Regions from separate parts of the Mus musculus genome. Here region 1 is linked to region 2. A link is a contact called in public HiChIP or PLAC-seq data. All regions are on one chromosome and are shown on one strand. The core of a region is the stretch at or near the end of the contact, and the rest is flanking DNA. Distances in the headings are between cores, read along the strand shown.

What was found. HiChIP or PLAC-seq counts read pairs in DNA pulled down with a chosen protein or histone mark.
Region 1: an HNF4G HiChIP or PLAC-seq map of pancreatic cancer cells shows a contact between it and region 2. The contact joins the enhancer-like site here to the promoter of Bfar in region 2. A contact is called at or near these places in 2 of 39 promoter capture datasets (the 3T3-L1 cell line and liver), 1 of 15 datasets of contacts at CTCF or cohesin (CD8 T cells), 4 of 484 Hi-C or Micro-C datasets (embryonic stem cells, gonadal supporting cells and nephron progenitors), 9 of 115 datasets of contacts at active chromatin or transcription factors (the SCID.adh cell line, bone marrow-derived macrophages, embryonic fibroblasts and 4 more) and 3 of 9 other capture datasets (adipose tissue, liver and pancreatic islet).

What each region holds. Positions count from the first base shown.
Region 1 is chr16:13,710,356-13,713,449 of GRCm38.p6, forward strand. No RefSeq gene overlaps it. Among named protein-coding and RNA genes, the nearest start is that of Pla2g10os, 18 kb to the right of the region's middle. Within about 2 kb of position 1,751, at least 5 of the 459 cell types and tissues checked have an H3K27ac peak or open chromatin away from gene starts, as enhancers often do. A contact at or near this core is called in pancreatic cancer cells, where this site is marked.
Region 2 is chr16:13,670,078-13,673,316 of GRCm38.p6, forward strand. It overlaps Bfar (bifunctional apoptosis regulator), which reads left to right and starts at 1,781. Exons shown (of 8, transcript NM_025976.5): 1 at 1,781-2,001.

The DNA.
Region 1 (3,094 bases), core at 501-3,000, 40 kb after region 2:
TTTGATAACAGATTGCTGCTGTACGTGTCCTGCATCATGACTTGTTGGGTCAGAAACATCCAGCTCATGATGGGCAGCTCAGGTCTAATGGTAACTCGGTGGCCCACTGTCCAAAGTTCAATTTCCATAAAGGCCCAACAGCAAGCCAAAAGCTATCTTTCGAAGGGAGGATCATTGTATGCAGATGATATAGAGCCTTGCTACAAAAGCCCAAAGGTCTCTTCTGTGATTCACCTATAGAGGCCTGCAAAGGCTCCAAACAGCATACCTATCTGCCACTGCCACTTCAAGGACTACCAGGTCTAAGGGCTCATATGTTCCAAGTGGTAGAACAGCCTGCACAGCGGCTTAGACCTATTGAAGAGCCTTCTCCTGTTCCACACAAAGCTAGTAGCTTTCTGAGTCTCTTGGTATATGGGCAGGAGTAACACACCCAAGTGAAGAATGTGCTGTCTCCAGAATGCAAATAGACCCAGTAAATGTCGTTGCTTCTTTCTTGGTGGTGGGAGACACCAGGTGCAATAACATCCTTCACCTTAGAAGGAACATCTCTGCATGCCCCATGCAACTGGACTCCTAAGATTTTCACTGAGGTAGATGGTCCTTGAATTTTGGTTGGATTTATTTCCCATTCTCTGATATGCATATTGTTACCAATCAGTACAAAGTGGTTGCTCCCTCTTGCTTGCTTGATCTAATCAGCATAATGCTGCCAATATAGTGCACCGATGCAATATTTTATGGAAGAAACAGACAATCAAGATTCCTTCTAACTTAGACACAGGGCTGGAGAGTTAATATATACTTGGGGTAAAACAGTAAAGGTACAATGCTGGCATTGCCAACTAAAAGCAAATTACTTCTGATAGGCCTTATGGGCAGATACCCAGAAAAGGGCATTTGCTATATCAATAGTTGCATACCATATTGTATAGGGGATGTATTAATCTGTTCAAGTAAGACACTACATCTGCTACAGCAGTTGCAATCAGAGTCAGTACTTCATTGAATTTTCAGTGACCAACTGTCATGCTCCATGATCCACCTGTCCTGGACATTAGCCAAAAGGAAATGTGGTGGCAGCCATCACCCAGCATCTTTCAAGTCCTTGATGGTGGCACTAGTTTTCTAATTATTTCAGACATTTGACACTGTCTTTGATTCACTATTTTCCCTAGCAGAGGCAACTCCAGTAGCTTCCATTTAGTCTTTCCAACCTTAATAGCCCTCATTCCAAAAGTTAAGGAACTAATGTACAACATCTGCCAAGGTCTAAGTCTATCTACCCCAATTCTACATTCGGGGGCTGGTGATGAGTCCAGGAATCCACGGGACCTTTGTGTGTGTCAGACTCCAGCCACTCCCTAACCTCTTATGTCCATAAGCTCCCGCTTTAATGGGAGGGCCACAATGTTTCTTGAGGTCTCCTAGAATCTCTGCTGGTTCAGAACCAGCATCCAGCAGTTGAACCATCTCATTGTTTCTTTTCCTCCATTGTTCAGTTTCCCCTGTAAAAGACCACAGATCCCTCTGAGGAAGGGCTGGAGAAAGACTAACAGCAAATGTTTCCATGTTTTATCCACGTCCTTCCTTAGGGGAACCTGACTGTCCTTTCACTCAAGGGGTTCTGGGTCTGCCAGCTGGCTCAAGTCTGGAAATTGATTCATGGGCCGAGATTCCCCTTTGCTGTGATCCAGTGTAGCCTTTTCATTTGTTTGAGAACTTTTTGGCTTCTACAGATGAAACAAAAATTCAGTGGCTTCTTATCTATTTCCTGCCTGGAAACACCATGAGTAATTAGTAGCACTAAATGTCCACATGAGTCACCCACCATTAAATTCACTTTGCCTGTGCTGACCATTATGGGTCAGGCCACTATGAACATTGCTTTGCCTATGCTGCCCATTATAACTACCCTAACAGTTTTAATGTACCTATAAGTCACCTTGCTTTTGGTGATTCAGTGCTGGCGCCCAGCCCCTGCTACTTATTGGGGTCCAATTAAATTCCATTCAATCCGTTAACTGGGCAGCAGCATCTTCAACCTTAAGGTCTGGCACAAGGAAAGGGGCAACAATAAAGCTCTTCAAATGTGCTGGTGCCCCTCTCACTATTTTGTGTCTTATAGGACTCATGAGGGCATGTCTTCTGAGCCTTCTCATCATGGAGGGTTAGGTTTTACAGAGTACCCGCTGTAGCATTGCAATTTCCCCAAACCTTACAATCCCTTCATCAACACGAAGCCAAGGGATATCAGGCATACTCCAGAAGTAAGCCATCTTTTGACAAATACTTCACCCAACCATTTAAACAAACTTTTGACACTTTTTTTTAACTGTGTAAGTTTACATATTCAACCTAGAATCTCCACTTAGAGGGCCCATGTCAATAATCTCAGCCTTTTCTAGTTTTATGACCTTCTACCATTATCCCATACCCTTAAAATCCATTCCCACACATATTCCCCAGACTTCTGCTTGAATCAACAAACACATTAGGCTTTTTAATAATATAGCACACCTCCTCAAGGACAATACTTTTCTACCTCCCCTCTAGGAACCTGCTTTGCCTTGAATTTAGTTACAGATCTAGAGCAAATATTGGTGGGCCCTGAAGGACATTAGTATTGTCTTGAGTGGCATCTCCTTCAGAGAAAGTCACATCTGGCTTAGCAAATGATGAAGGATTTATTTCCTGGATCAAAGGCAGAAAAGACAATATGTCAGGGGTAGACAAGCTCATTTTCTGCTGAGGGTGGAAAGACTTTTTTTGTTCTTGTTTTTGGTTTTTTTTTTGTTTTGTTTTGTTTGTTTTGGTTTTGTTTTGTTTTGTTTTGTTTTGTTTTGTTGTTTTTTCGAGACAGGGTTTCTCTGTATAGCCCTGACTGTCCTGGAACTCACTCTGTAGACCAGGCTGGCCTCGAACTCAGAAATCCGCCTGCCTCTGCCTCCCGAGTGCTGGGATTAAAGGCGTGTGCCACCACGCCCAGCTTTTGTTTTTGTTTTGTTTTTTGAGACAAATTTCTCTGTGTAGACCAGGCACCAGGCTAACCTCAAAATTAAAATGTCTTCCTGCCTCTGCCTCCTGAGTGCTA
Region 2 (3,239 bases), core at 531-3,030:
ATCTACAGATTGAGTTCCAGGACAACCAGGGGTACACAGAGAAACCCTGTCTACAAACAAACAGGGGAAGTATGGTGGGACACACCTGCAATCCAACCATCTGGAGAGTTCATTTGAATTCAGGACTAAACCTGTTCTACAAAGGTTGTGTCTTATTTATTTATTTATTTATTTATTTATTTATAATATATGTGTGCTCTCCTGCATATGTATCTGCTGCCTGAAGATGGCATCAGATCCCATTACAGATGGTTGTGAGCCACCATGTGGTTGCTGGGAATTGAACTCAAGACCTCTGGAAGAGCTCCCAGTGTTCTTAGCCATCTCACCAGCCCAGGGCTGTGTCTTAATAAGGAAAAATAATCTTAAATGGTAAATTCTGTTATGTATCTGTTATCACAATGAAGAAAAAAAGGTTTCTACCTTTACTAGATCACTCTCTAGAAAGTAAATTCTGCTAGCACAAATCAGTTTTACTCTTTACCAACTTGAAAAGAACACTCTCATTTATTCCTTTAGAGGTGGCTGATCTCAAACTCATTCCATAGCTAAGTCTCCATAGTCTTAAACTTTTTTTTCTTTTTCAAGACAGAGCTTCTCTGTACAACAGTGCCCTGGCAGTCTTAAGAGGACTCACTTTGTAGGCCAGGCTGGCTTCGAACTCACAGAGATCCTGCCTCTGCTTCCTGAATTCTGGGGTTAAAGCGCTACCATGCCTGACAGCCTTCAACTTCGAATCCTCTTGCCTACTCCTTGCCTCGTTTGGGGATTACAGGTGTGCCACCGAGCCCAGTTCGTTTATATGCTACTGGGATCGAACTCAGCACAGCTTGGTATGTTAGTCAAGCAGTGTACCAACTGAGCTTCATTCCCAGCCCCATCTCCAACAACGTAGAGATGTTAAAATTTTGAAAGATCAAATCAATGATTGTCCAATTAAAGCAAGCTGTATTTGGGGGGTACACCTAGGCTAACTGACTGTCTCCTCCTAAATCGGGTTTTGAGAGAGCAGCCTCTGCTGGCTTATAGGAGATAAGAGTTTAAAGAGTTGTTTAAAGAGTTGGCTATTGCCGGGTCTGGTGGCGCATGCCTTTAATCCCAGCACTTGGGAGGCAGAGGCAAGTGGATTTCTGAGTTTGAGGCCAGCCTGGTCTACAAAGTGAGTTCCAGGACAGCCAGGGCTATACAGAGAAACCCTGTCTCGAAAACAAACAAACAAACAAACAAACAAACAAAACCCGAGTTGGCTATTAACACGTTTTTATAAAGATACAATGAAAGGGAAGGAACGAGGGCACGTACATGTGAATGGGGTTGCAAACAGTTTATTAAATCAGAACTGAGAAACAGGAACTTTTTCTTTCTTTGGTTAAGTTTCACTATGTAGCTTTGACTGTCTTGGAATTCACTCCGTAGACTAGACTGGCTTCGAACTCACAAAGATCATCCTGCCAAGCATGGTCTCACAACGTCATAGATTGAAAACATAGTACCATTGAGTTCTCAACAGATCTAGATCAAGGTGGGTAGCTGCGGAGTAAATGTGATAACGCCATTTTACCCCAAATTCCGACTCTATAAATAAAACTTTAAGGACTGCTTCTGTGGTTTTCTTCATAAATGTGAAGTTAAGATCTATTACGATGCATTCGGGCACTGTGGGAGACTTTGATGGCTGAATAAAGCTAGCTAAATACGGGAACGCAATCCAGCTGGAACCTCCAGACCTGGGGCGGTGACTTCTGTGCTTGGCTCGGACGAAAAGGAAGGGGCGGGTCGCGTTGGTGCGCATGCGCCCGCATGCCCCTAGAGCAGCCGCTCTAGGCAGCCGGAGGTCGCACGGGGTTGAGAGCATAAAGAGGTCTCTCCTCTATGGTTGCGGGAGCTGATCGTAGTCGGCCCCTAGGCCCAGGTTATTTCCGGAAGCGAAGCCTTGTCCTCTACTTCCGCGGGGTCCTGGCAGGTGGCGGTGACAGAGTGGGTACCAGGACTAGTGGCGAGGTGAGCTTCGGCACGGTGTGGGGTGGTAATGGTCCGGCAGGGCGCTTGGCTTGAGAGTGCGGCGCGGGAGACGGAACTGAACCCGCTCCCGGAGCTGCGCTGGCGGGGACTGAACCCGCTCCCGGAGCTGCGCTGGCGGGGTGGGTCCAGGCTCTGGGGCCTCCTCACCCCGGCCTGGACGCGTCCCAGCAGGGCTGCGGACCGTAGCCCCTTCCCTTACGAGGCGAAGACCCACGCCACTGCAGGTCTCTAGTCCTCCCCCGCGTCGGGGTCTGGGTCAGAGCCACTCGACCCTGGGGTGGTGACAGAGATGGGTCTTGTTTCCACTTACTTGCGGGCTATGGGCGCCCGCCACGTCGGCTAAATCCGAGGCACCTTCCTGTCCCAAGGCAGAGGGTTTCATAATGGGAAGTGAGGATAACGGAACATCAGACTCCAAAGTGACACCGAGGCTGACCTAGAACTTAGCTCTTCTCATTCCCATACACACGACTCAAAAATCGTGTGCTGATGAGAGCGTGTGTGTGTGTGTGTGTTTTAGAAGAGAGACGCTGTGTCTAACTGGGGACCTTTAACTGGGCAAGGGGCAAACCCCTAACTTTGGTTGAGAAGAGAAAGTGGGAGCCATTGGGTCCTCCCCACGGAAGCCCATTGGCCCGCCCTTGGAGTGGCCCCAACGTCACACCAGGAGAGGCCAATGCGAAGGAGTTTTCCTTTCACCTTTAGGTACGGACTGCACGTGCTGATGAAGTTTTATTTACTTTTGTCAGTGCTCTTTTATAAACAGCCTGGATGTGTCCCGACCAAAGTGCACGGTATATGCCAGGGAATATCGTCCATAAACCTGATGGGAAAGCTGTACTCTGTCCAGGCTGTTCACACACACACACACACACACACACCCTTTTCCCCCTTTCTCTCTGGCAGTATAAATGCTAACCACACTGTTAACAGCATTCAGTAAAATGTGACAGTTAGTAATGCTATTATTATCAGTCAGCAAACTTTTTACCTGGTCGAAGTTTGACATCTAATCCCACAATCCTTTAGCGATAATATTAGTATGGCTTGATAAATGGAAAGTAATGAAGCTCGAGGAGAACAAAGGGTGACCAGATTGGGAGCCCAGGTTGGCCTCGCTCTGAAGACTTAACTTTGGTTTTGGTTCTTTGTTTGTTTATTGGGGGGGGTGCATTTTGAGACAGGGTTTCTCTATGGAGTCCTGACTGTCCAATAAT